Regions from separate parts of the Macaca mulatta genome. Here region 2 is linked to region 1. A link is a contact called in public Hi-C data. All regions are on one chromosome and are shown on one strand. Each heading gives the region's core, a stretch centred on a gene start, on an enhancer-like site or on the middle of the called end of the contact. The rest is flanking DNA. Distances are from core to core; before and after follow the strand shown.

Evidence for each region. Hi-C and Micro-C count contacts between places; a contact is called where the count stands out from the background.
Region 2: a contact with region 1 is called in a Hi-C map of liver, with 3 times the contacts expected there. The contact joins the promoter of COMMD10 here to the promoter of TMED7 in region 1. A contact is called at or near these places in 2 of 14 Hi-C or Micro-C datasets (CD4 T cells and liver).

The regions. Positions count from the first base shown.
Region 1 is chr6:124,589,443-124,594,772 of T2T-MMU8v2.0, reverse strand. TMED7 (transmembrane p24 trafficking protein 7) reads left to right here and starts at 3,565. Exons shown (of 3, transcript NM_001204339.2): 1 at 3,565-4,138. The coding sequence starts at 3,947.
Region 2 is chr6:125,102,412-125,108,379 of T2T-MMU8v2.0, reverse strand. COMMD10 (COMM domain containing 10) reads right to left here and starts at 2,471. Exons shown (of 8, transcript XM_078005113.1): 1 at 2,403-2,471; 2 at 1-39. The coding sequence starts at 2,443.

The DNA.
Region 1 (5,330 bases), core at 2,316-4,815:
GCTTTGGCTTTCAGTAGTCTCGTATACATATTCTGGTATACCTGGTATACCTGTGCATGAGTTTCTTGAAAGTAGTGATTCTCATACTTTTTAGTCTCAGAATTTTTTTTTTTTTTTTTTAAGAGAGGATCTGGTTTTGTCACTGAGGCTGAAGTGCAGTGGTGTGATCATAGCTCACTATAACCTCAAACTCCTAGGTTCAGGCGATCCTCCTGCCTTAGCCTTCCAAGTAGCTGGGACTATAGGCATGTGCCACCATGCCCAGCTAATTTTTAAAAACTTATTATGGAGAAGAGGTATCACTATGTTTCCCTGGCTGGTCTTGAATGCCTTGGCTCAAGCAATCTTCCCACCTCAGGCTTCTAAATTGCTAGGATTACAGGTGTGAGCCATCATGTTCTCAGCTGGGCCTCAGAATCGTAAAAATTAAAGATTAAGTAAAAATATTAAAATTTAAAAATGTCCAATAAAAGTTATTGAGATCTGAGACATTTAAAATATTTGATAATTCATTTAAAATAAACAATAAACCCATTACACGTTGCATTAGTTTCCTAAGGATCCCGTTACAAATTACTACAAATGTGATGACTTGAAACAACAGAAATTTTTTCTCTCAGAACTGTAGAGTCCAGAAGTCTGCAAGTAAAGTATTGCCAAGGTTGATTCCTTCTGGAAACTCTGAAGGAGAAACTGTTCCAAGCCATTCTCCTAGTTTCCCATAGCTATGGGCAATCTTTAATGTTCCTTGACTTGTGAACATATCATTCCAATCTGTATCTTTGTCTTCAATATGCCATTCCCCTCCTCCCACTCTGCCCCCTGTATCTTTGTGTCTGTGCATCTGAAATCTTCCCTTCTCTTATAAGGGGTATTAGTCCATGTTCATACTGCTATGAAGAAATACCCCAGACAGGGTAATTTATAAAGAAAAATAAGTTAAATGAATTGACTGTTCCACATGGCTGGGGAGGCCTCACAATCATGGTGGAAGGCGAAGGCGGAGCAAAAGCACATCTTACATGGCAAAAGCACATCTTACATGGCAAAAGCACATCTTACATGGCAGCAGGCAAGACAGCGTGTTCAGGGGAACTGCCCTTTATAAAACCATCAGATCTCATGTAGCTAACTACCTGTTACAAACATGAACAATGCATTATACGTGCATTATATGTTTATAAACACGATTGGTGCATTATAAACACGAATACTGTTTTATGGGAAACATAAACAAATGGGAAAAACCTGCCCCCATGATTCAATTACCTCCCACCAGGTCTCTCCCATGATACATGGGGATTATGGGAACTACAATAAAACCATCAGATCTTATGAGACTTACTCACTATCACGAGAACAGCATGGGAAAAACTTGCCCCCATGATTCAATTACCTCCCACCGGGTCCCTTCCATGACATGTGGGGATTACGGGAACTACAATTCAAGATGAGATTTGGGTGGAGACACAGCCAAACCATACCATAAGAATAACAGTCTTTAGATTTAGGGCCCACCCTAAATCCCAGGATGACCTCATCTTGAGGTCCTTAACTTAATTACATCTGTGAAAAGCCCTATTTCCACATAAAATCATATTCACGGAGTGGAGGGGTTGAAACTTTGAACATGTATTTTTTAGGGGGACACAATGCAACTCACTGCACACATTTACATAAATAACACCTTTTAATAAAAATATTTTCCAAATAAAAATTTAGCAAGAAGAGTGACCTTATTTTCATAAATCTTTCATAATCTAGATTTATAGAAGAAGCTGGGTGCTCATTTCCTTTGATATTCACTCTGTTGTGCTGTTTTGGTTGAAATATATAATGAAAATCCAGCTTCACACAGATCATTACATACCCTCTGACAGGGTTTCAAGAGGCCTCTGGGGGTCTTCAGAGCAACACTTGAGAACCACTGCTCTAAAGCATATACTCTATAAATATATGTAAAGTGAAATTTCCAGGCCGTGGCTATATATTCCAGGCTATATATATATATATATATATGCACACACACACTGAATATAGGTGTGTGTGTTATGTGTATACATATATTCTACCTTATTAGATAACAGCACATTGTTTTCCAACTTAATTAACCAATTTGCTTTTTCACTAGCAGTGTATAAGAGGTTTTGTGGCTCTGTAAGTTGACCAATATCTGTTACTGTTACACTTAAAATTTTTGCCTATCTAGCAGTATGTAATGTATTGCATTGTGATTTTAATCGTATTCATCCTTTTGTGTCTGTTTGTTTGTATTACCATTTGATGTATGAAGAAACTGAGGTTTATTTAGAAGATCAATGTTACTTGTCCCGGGTCACATAATTAGTAAATAAGAACCCATGTTTTCTCTTTTCGAATTCAGATTTCTTCCTACTCACTAAGACAAATAATGCTTCGGTTTCTGGCCCATTTCTCAGGAAGGCTCAACCTTCCCCAGATCCCCACCCAATAACTAAGAACCTTGACTTCAAATCTTCTCCCCTCATTTCCCCACTGTGGAGACTTTGGGCACTTCAGGCGGCTGGAGGACTGCACAGCAGCCCTGCATCTTCCTCCCTTCATACCCCACTACCCACTCACCCCTACTCTCACCCTCTCATTTCCCTGTCTGACTGCTTTCTATCTGCCTCTATTTCCTTTTCATAAAACCCTCTACTCATCTTCTGCTGACTAGACCCTCATCTAATCATTTGAAAAGGAATAATATCTACTTCGTGTGTATAATGTATGAGAAAATGTATAATGCACTATAAGAATCATCACCTGTTAGCTGTTATTATTATTACTTATTAATACTATTATTTTTAAGCACTTCAACACAAATCAGTGGTGTGATCATAGGCAGTTACTCAATGTTTTTGATACTCAATTTTCTCATCAGTGAAAAGGCGTAATAATACCTTATGAGGTTGTTTGAAGGATGGAATGACATAATATATGTAATGTGCTCAGCACAGTGCTTGATGATAAGGCGTGCTCGAAGACGTTTAATTTATGTAACAAAAATTCATCTAGTGCTTGCTATGTACCAACCACTTCTAAGTAGTTTTTCCAAATATTGAAACTTTGTAATAATTCTCTATGGTAGGTGTTATTATCTCCATTCTACAGACAGACTGAGGCAGAGAGTTTAAGCAAGTGGCCGGACGTCACAGCCAGTACATGGCAAAACACCTGCAGTCTGCTCTTAGAATTCGCACTCCTTGTCCAGCTCCTGTCCAAATATTTATTATTACTTATGAGAAAACTCTGCAAATTGCAGAGGGCTCTACCACCAAAGATTAGCACCCTAGGGCAAAATGAGCCCTTTACCACTCCCTCGATGCTCCCCAGCGCTAAGTTCCCAGCGGAGGTTGCAGTGAACCCAGATGGCGCCACTGCACTCCAGCCTGGGTGACAGGGCGAGACTCTTGTCTCAAAAAAAAAAAAAAAAAAAGCGAGTGAGTGGAGCGTAATTACCCTCGCCAATAGCCTGTAACCACCGCGGCCGCCACTCCCCTTTTCCTGGCCTCGCCCCTCTCCACCCACGACTCTGGCCCCGCCCCTCGTCCCAGGCTGCGACGGAAGAAGAGCCAACGCCTCGCGGGCTTCCACGTACGCACTCTAACGCCTGTCCCCGGAGGAGAACACATCCGGGTCACGGGAGCCGGTGTCTCAGGCTCCGCCCCTTCCCCCCCAAGGGCTAATCCCCACTTCCGACCCTCATAGTCCTTTTCCGCTTCTCTTTCACCTCCCCTGGTGCGCCCCTCTGCGCCCCTCATAGGAACCCGGAGGGTAGATCTGATCCCGAATCTCCCACAGGCGCGAACCTGCTCTGCCGTGTATCTTTGCGGGGCGGCCTGCGCTGAGGCCTGCCGCGCGCGGTGAGTCCGCGCAGAACTGACCCTGCGTCTTGCAGCTCGGTTGAGGCCGCCGACTTCTCGGGATGCCGCGGCCGGGGTCCGCGCAGCGCTGGGCGGCCGCCGCGGGCCGTTGGGGCTGCGGGCTGCTCGCACTGCTGCTGCTGGTGCCTGGACCCGGAGGCGCCTCTGAGATCACCTTCGAGCTTCCTGACAACGCCAAGCAGTGCTTCTACGAGGACATCGCTCAGGGCACCAAGTGCACCCTGGAGTTCCAGGTATCAGGGGCCTAGCAGTCCCTGGGCCCCAACTCGCGGCTCCAGGGCTGGGGGTGTAAGTTGAGGGATGGCACTTTCCTGTCCGTGTTAACCCGTTCTTAGGCTAATTCAAAAATCGCTTCCAGGTAGCTGATGCCCAGCATTTGACTTTCCTCTAATAAACCTGGAGTGAGAGATGTTAAGACCGGATGTTAAAATGTATGAATTCCAGAAATGCTCCCTCTAGCATTTCTTTCCATTCTCATATTTAAGGCCTATTGAACTTCCTTCCTTAAAATATTCCCTTAAAGAAAATCATTTATATTCTATAGTACCCAGTGTCAACTCTCTAATCCACACTTCCAATTTAATTGAATTTGAAGTATTTTATTATACTACCTTCCAGAGACTGAGTTTGACCTCAGAGAGCTTGTATAGACATATATAGTCATAAAATGTTAAATGCAACAATAAAGGTACACACTAGGTATAGTGCTGGCAGAAGACAGAAGGATCATTGGGAAATTTAGCTGAGGAGCTGATATTAGAGCTGAGTCTGCAAGGTAAGTAGCCGTTGTTCGACAAGGCAGCAGAGGAGAGAAGAAGGGGCCCTAGGCAGATATGTTCATGACAGTTCCAGCAGGCCTGAAATTAGCCTGAGCTATATTGCTAACATTTGTGCATGACAGTGAAATACACTGAATAATAATAGTTTTGTGACTATAGTTACATATATTGTCACAAAACTATATATTATTAGCTTTAATGTAAAGCTATTATAATAGCTTTGTGACTGTGAGTCCAAGGGCTTTGGGGGCAGTTTGTACCAGTTTGTCAACATTATTTATTGGTAACAGTGAGATTGATGATTTGCTCCTGGTCTTGGTGAGACCACACCCCCAACACAGAGCTCTGTTGTTGAGACTAGCTTCATAGCAGGAATATGCCTATGTGACCAGCGAAATATTTTAAAATGTGGTCAAGACTCCATTTTGTGTTCCTTGGTTCCAGGGTGTTTTGTTTGCACACTTGGGTGGTTCCAGATCTGAGCGAGTATGTGTCTGGCCACAGACCTAACAGAGGGAAGACAAAGGAGCCCACACCTGACCTTTTCAGACCTCTTGCTGTGAGACAGCCTTTGGCTGTGATGTTTTATATTCTTTTCCTTTTGGGACTCTTTTCAGTCCCAAGTTAAATTCTTAACCACTTTATT
Region 2 (5,968 bases), core at 1,222-3,721, 510 kb before region 1:
ATATCTATTGCATTGATCAGTGACACTGCTTTCTTCATGCTAAAGAAAATTATAAAACAAAGTTGTAAAATGAGCTTTCCAAGTTGAACTGTACTTTCTATAGTTATCTTAAGTTTTCATTCCAACAACTCTGATTGCTGTATGGTAAATCTGAGTGAAATAAAGAAAAACAGATGACAGCCAGCAAAAAGGGCAGGGCAACCTGAACATTTCCAAAAAGATGCCCCCAAAATTACTTCTGCTGAAAAGGTCCATTTGGCAAATTTTCTCTTGCTTTTGGGCAAACCAAAGTACTAGGGAAAGCTTCTACTCTGCAGCGGAAGAGCATTAATCTAGTAGAGTGTTTATATAACCACTTAACCCAAAAACGGAACTCTGAAAGTGGTGGGAGGAGAGGAATAGCAATTATGGCAATTACACCAAAAACTTAAAGAATACTACAAGGCAAGTAACTTTTCAAATACTATGTACAAAATTATTTGGGGTCACTAAGGACATAGTTATTTTAAAACCCTCTTTCGATTGTAATAATCAACTTCATTATTACAATAATAATCAATTTTGAGATAGGGTCTCGCTCTGTCACCCAGGTTGGAGTGCAGTGGCATGAGCTCACTTCACTACAGCCTCTGTCTCCTGGGTTCTAGGAATCCTCGTGCCTCAGCCTCCCAAGTAGCTAGAACTACATGCACAGGCCACAACGCTGGCTAATTTTTGTATTTTTTGTAGAAATGGGGTTTCGCCCTGTTGCCCAGGCTGGTCTCTAACTCCTGAGCTCAATCAGTCCTGCGGTGGCTCACGCCTATAATCCCAGCACTTTGCAAGGCCAGGGAGGACGTATCACCTGAAGCAAGGAGTTCCAGACCAGCCTAGCCAACACAGTGAAACCCCATCTTTACTAAAAATACAAAAAAATTAGCTGAGCAAGGCAGTGGGCGCCTGTAATCCCAGCTACTTGGGAGGCTGAGGGACGAGAATCACTTGAACACAAGAGGGGAGAGCTGCAGTGAGCCAAGATGGCGCCATTGCCCTCCAGCCTGCACAAGAGGGAAACGCCTTCTCAGGAAAAAAAAAAAAAAAAAAAGAGACATCTGCCCGCCTCAGTCTCCCAAAGTGCTGGGATTACAGGCATGAGCCACAGCACCTGTCCTGTAACAATCAACTTTAAATGATGAGATGAGAACAATTCTTTACTGCACCATATTGGATACTGTTTACTGATGTAGCAGTGTTCCCCAAGACACTGGTATGAGGAAAGAAACTGGCAATCAGAACCAAAGTGAGGCAGGAAAATAGGGTCGGGAGGCTGGGAACATAAGGCTGATTCACACTTCAGCTATGACAGGAAATGTCCTCTATATAGGGCATAGGCGGAGTAAATGACTTTGTAACTTTACTTCATCCTCTTCATTTACATAGGGAGAACACCAAGTAACCAATGGAATCCTCTAGAGGTTATTTAAATTCCCAAAAATTCTGTAGGGGCCCTTCAGCCCCTATGCTCAGGCAACTTCCACACTGTAGAGTGTAGTTTCATTTTCAATAAATTTCTGCATTCTTTCCTCGCTTTGTTTGTGCGTCTTCTCCAGTTCTTTGTTCAAGACGCCAAGAACCTGGACACCCTCCACTGGTAACAAAAGGAATCCAGGAAGAAGGAAAAACTTTAAAATAACTCTTTTCTTCTGGAAGATTCCTGCCCAATTCAAGCACAAAGAAATTATTTCCGAACACTATTTTGCCTATATACTTCAGTACTTTTTCTGTATCCACACACTACCTGCACTATTACTTATTTTTTCACAAATTAAGTCTTTTTTTACTTAAATAATGTTAAAGGGGAACTGTATGTCACCACCATGGACAACCAGCTTAATTTACCATAAGTAGAAATTAACTAAAAATTTGTTTAAAATGCAAACAAAAGCAAATGCTACCAAAGCCAGGCTAGATTCTGTTACCAATCAAAAATTCGGTCCCATATTCGATCCTGACTTAAAAGGGGTATTAACACATGTTGGTCCAGCACCAGTGTGAGCCTTTCTCACCACAGGGTCCGAACGGGAACTGAAATCGGAAACGGAATACCGTCCCACGTGATTCAGCAGCACTCAAGGCAGCGCCCGGGAACTTCTGATACCAAACTCCGCAAACAGTGACGCAGACCTCATGCTTGCAGACCACACGCTTCCATACAGACCTCAGCTGCCAAGCGCACTGTGAGCCCCACAGGTGGACCACCGTGAAGGTAAAGGCGCTACACGGCCCCACGCACTCCGCAGACCCAGCGTCGCGACCTCGGCAGCCCACCCCACCCAACCGGGTCCGCCGCGGCGGCCAGGCGGCAGGCAGCAAGGTCAGCCTTGTGCGAGCCCGCTACCGCAGGAGCTTAACGGATCAGCTACCTGGGGCTCTCCCGTAGGATCAGCGCCGCCGGCACCGCCATCCTCGACTTTCTCGCACTGCCGCCGTCTGTCAGCTGCGCCGAAGCCAGCCAATGGCGGCCGCGGCGGACGGAAAGCCGGAAGGCCCAAGCCGCGCCGGGGCCGCTTTAGAGCTCTGGGGCTCCTGCGACCCCGGCGGCCGGAGACCTGTCCCGCAGTCCTGGAGGGCGGAGAGGGCGGCCCAGTTGTCCTCCCGACACTACAATCGTGTTGGACTTAAGTCTGTGCATATATATGTCTTTGTATTTATGTATTATATATGTATGTACATACGTGGACAGGTGTGTGTGTGTGTGTGTGTGTGTGTGTGTGTGTGTGTGTGTGTGTTTAATAGGGCCGGTTTAAGCAAGTCCATGTACAGACCTGTGTGTGTGTGTGTGTGTGTGTGTGTGTGTGTGTGTGTGTGTGTGTGTGTTTAATAGGGCCGGTTTAAGCAAGTCCATGTACAGACCTGGATAGATATGTGTGTGTATGTATGTGCATATATATATATTATTTTTAATAGGGCAGGTTTAAGCAAGCCCATGTGTACATGCTTGATGCTTGGATACGTGGTGTGTGCGTGTGTGGGTATATTTTTTTAATAGGGCAGATTTAAGTGAGCCTGTGTGTACATACTTGGATAGGTAATGTGTGGGTTCCAGCGTTTGGCCTGCGGAGAGGCAGGCGGTTCAGCCAGCTCCCCTGAGCCTGCCCAGGAAGCTGCGCATCACCCCTCAGGAGAGGTGGTGCCTCCAATTCCACCCTAAGCACTGTGCCATCACCCCCTCCTGTATCTGCATCTGCAGGGCTTGTAGTATGTACGTTCAATTCCTTCAGCAATGTTCAATGAATGAGCGCCTACTGTGTACCAAGCGCTGTTCTAGGCACGGGAGATACAAAAGGCCAAAATTCCTGCTCTCAGGGTTTGCCAGCAGTCTAAATGGACAAGTATTTGTTGCACCCTTCTTTAGAGTCTGACACTGCAGAGCAGGGGAGATGAATCGCTGCAGTGAGTAATGTCAAGGACCTCATCCAAGACTAGGGAGACACCATGTTTGCATAAATACCTTGATCTGCCTTTGAGAAAAACATGGAGTGAGTTAAAGGAATTCAGATGTGGGAGCAGTGAAAGGCATCAGAGGTAAGATCAGGAAAAGCTTCCTAGGGCAGGTGGCAAATGCGGTGGGTCTGCAGAGGTGTGGAGGGTGAGGCAATATGTTTCAGGTCAGTAGAGTAGAAGGACGGTTTGACGTTTGAAGAACAGGAATTTAGACTAGAAAAAGCCTTTAATGACTGGTTGTGGCATGTGCACTTAATCTGGTGAGAAATGGGTAGCCATTAAGTTGTTTTTTGTATCCATTAAATGTTTTGAAGCAAAGAAATTTTGCAATGGGAGTTGGTTTTTTTGAAGGTTGCTGTCAGCAGAATGATGATTGGAGTGGAAAGAGGTAAGCAGGAGGGCTACCTGGAAACTACTGCAATAATCTATGGAAAGCAATAAAATCCTGTGGTACTAAAAAGGCATTGGTGAATTAAAAGATAGTGGATGGATTAGTTACATTTCAGCAGTAGAATATTCAAGAGCTGCCAAAAAATTGAATTTAATTTTCCTTCCTAATTATGTTTTACTTAAATTATTATTTAAATTAGTTGGCATTCCTGGAGCAGCCCAAGAACAACCTAACTGAAAGGAGAAACCAGATTGCAAATTAAATGTGAATAATCTCCACATGGATAATTGAGTCAATTATACAATGTGTTGAACACATACAAATACATTTAGTTCCACAACACTCTACAGTCCCCAATGTATGCATATCTGAAAAAGATGTATGTGAATCTACATAAATTATAGGTCTCTGATCCAAACACAGATTACCTCATCTGCAACTTAAAAGGGTCCCAGTTCCCTCATTCTTTGAATCATTTCCCTTTTGTCTTGATTCCTTTCCTAAAGTAGAACCACTAACCAACTAAAACTGTTTCAGATCCCTAATGAAGTTCACCCTCTGATTGCCTTAAAAATATACAGCCAGAATTTTGAGCAAAAGAGCATCAAGATAGCTCAAATCCCAAATCCGTGTAACCTTGGACAAAGTACTTAACCTCAACAAGTTTCTCATTCTCAATCTGTAATGGGGATGAGAATAATGTCTGTTCCTCTGGATCTTAATGCGATTTAAATAATGTGACGTATGTAAAAGAAATACTCTACCCTCCTTAGAACACAAAACCCAGACCTCTTAAGATTTTCACACAAGCAAGTCTCCAGTAGACACAGAGGCCACTTACTCTAATTCTCTTCATTTTCAATGATGGACTGATTACTTCTTATTACCACGTGTTTCTATAAAGGCGTGATGCTGTGAATAGTTTCACACCTCAAATGAGAACCTCACCCAAGACATTTCTGCATTCTCTGGAGTATAGGCATCTATGTCCATGAAAAGTCCTTTTAGTTGTCTGCTATTATTGTGTGGGAGTCTTAAGTGTCTTCGTAGGCTCTTCAAGAACTTGCTTTAGAATGTGGGTGCTCCTATATTGGGTGCATATATATTTAGGATAGTTAGCTCTTCTTGTTGCCTTGATCCCTTTACCATTATGTAATGCCCTTCTTTGTCTTTTTTGATCTTTGTTGGTTTAAAGTCTGTTTTATTAGAGACTAGGATTGCAACCCTGGCTTCTTTTTGCTTTCCATTTGCTTGGTAAATATTTTTCCATCCCTTTATTTTGAGCCTATGTGTGTCTTTGCACGCGAGATGGGTCTCCTGAATACAACACACCAATAGATCTTGCTTCTTTACCCAATTTGCCAGTCTGTGTTTTAATTGGGGCATTTAGTCCATTTACATTTAAGGTTAATATTGTTATGTCTGAATTTGATCCTGTCTTATGATACTAGCTGGCTATTTTGCCCATTAGTTGATGCAGTTGCTTCATAGTGTCGATGGTCTTTACATTTTCATATGTTTTTGCAATGGCTGGTACTGGTTGTTCCTTTCCATGTTTAGTGCTTCCTTCAGGAGCTCTTATGAGGCAAGCTGGTGGTGACAAAATCCCTCAGCATTTGCTTGTCTGTAAAGGATTTTATTTCTCCTTCGCTTATGAGGCTTAGTGTGGCTGGATATGAAATTCTGGGTTGAAAATTCTTTTCTTTAAGAATGTTGAATATTGGCCCCCCACTCTCTTCTGGTTTGTAGGGTTTCTGCAGAGAGATGTGCTGTTAGTCTGATGGGTTTCCCTTTGTGGGTAAGCTGACTTTTCTCTCTGGCTGCCCTTAAAATGTTTTCCTTCATTTCAGCCTTGGTGAATCTGACTATGTGTCTTGGGGTTGCTCTTCTCGAGGAGTATCTTTGTGGTGTTCTATGTATTTCCTGAACTTGAATGTTGGCCTGCCTTGCTAGGTTGGAGAAGTTCTCCTGGATAATATCCTGAAGAGTGTTTTCCAACTTGGTTACATTCTCCCCATCACTTTCGGGTACACTAATCAAACATAGGTTTGGTCTTTTCACATAGTCCTATATTTCTTGGAGGCTTTGTTCGTT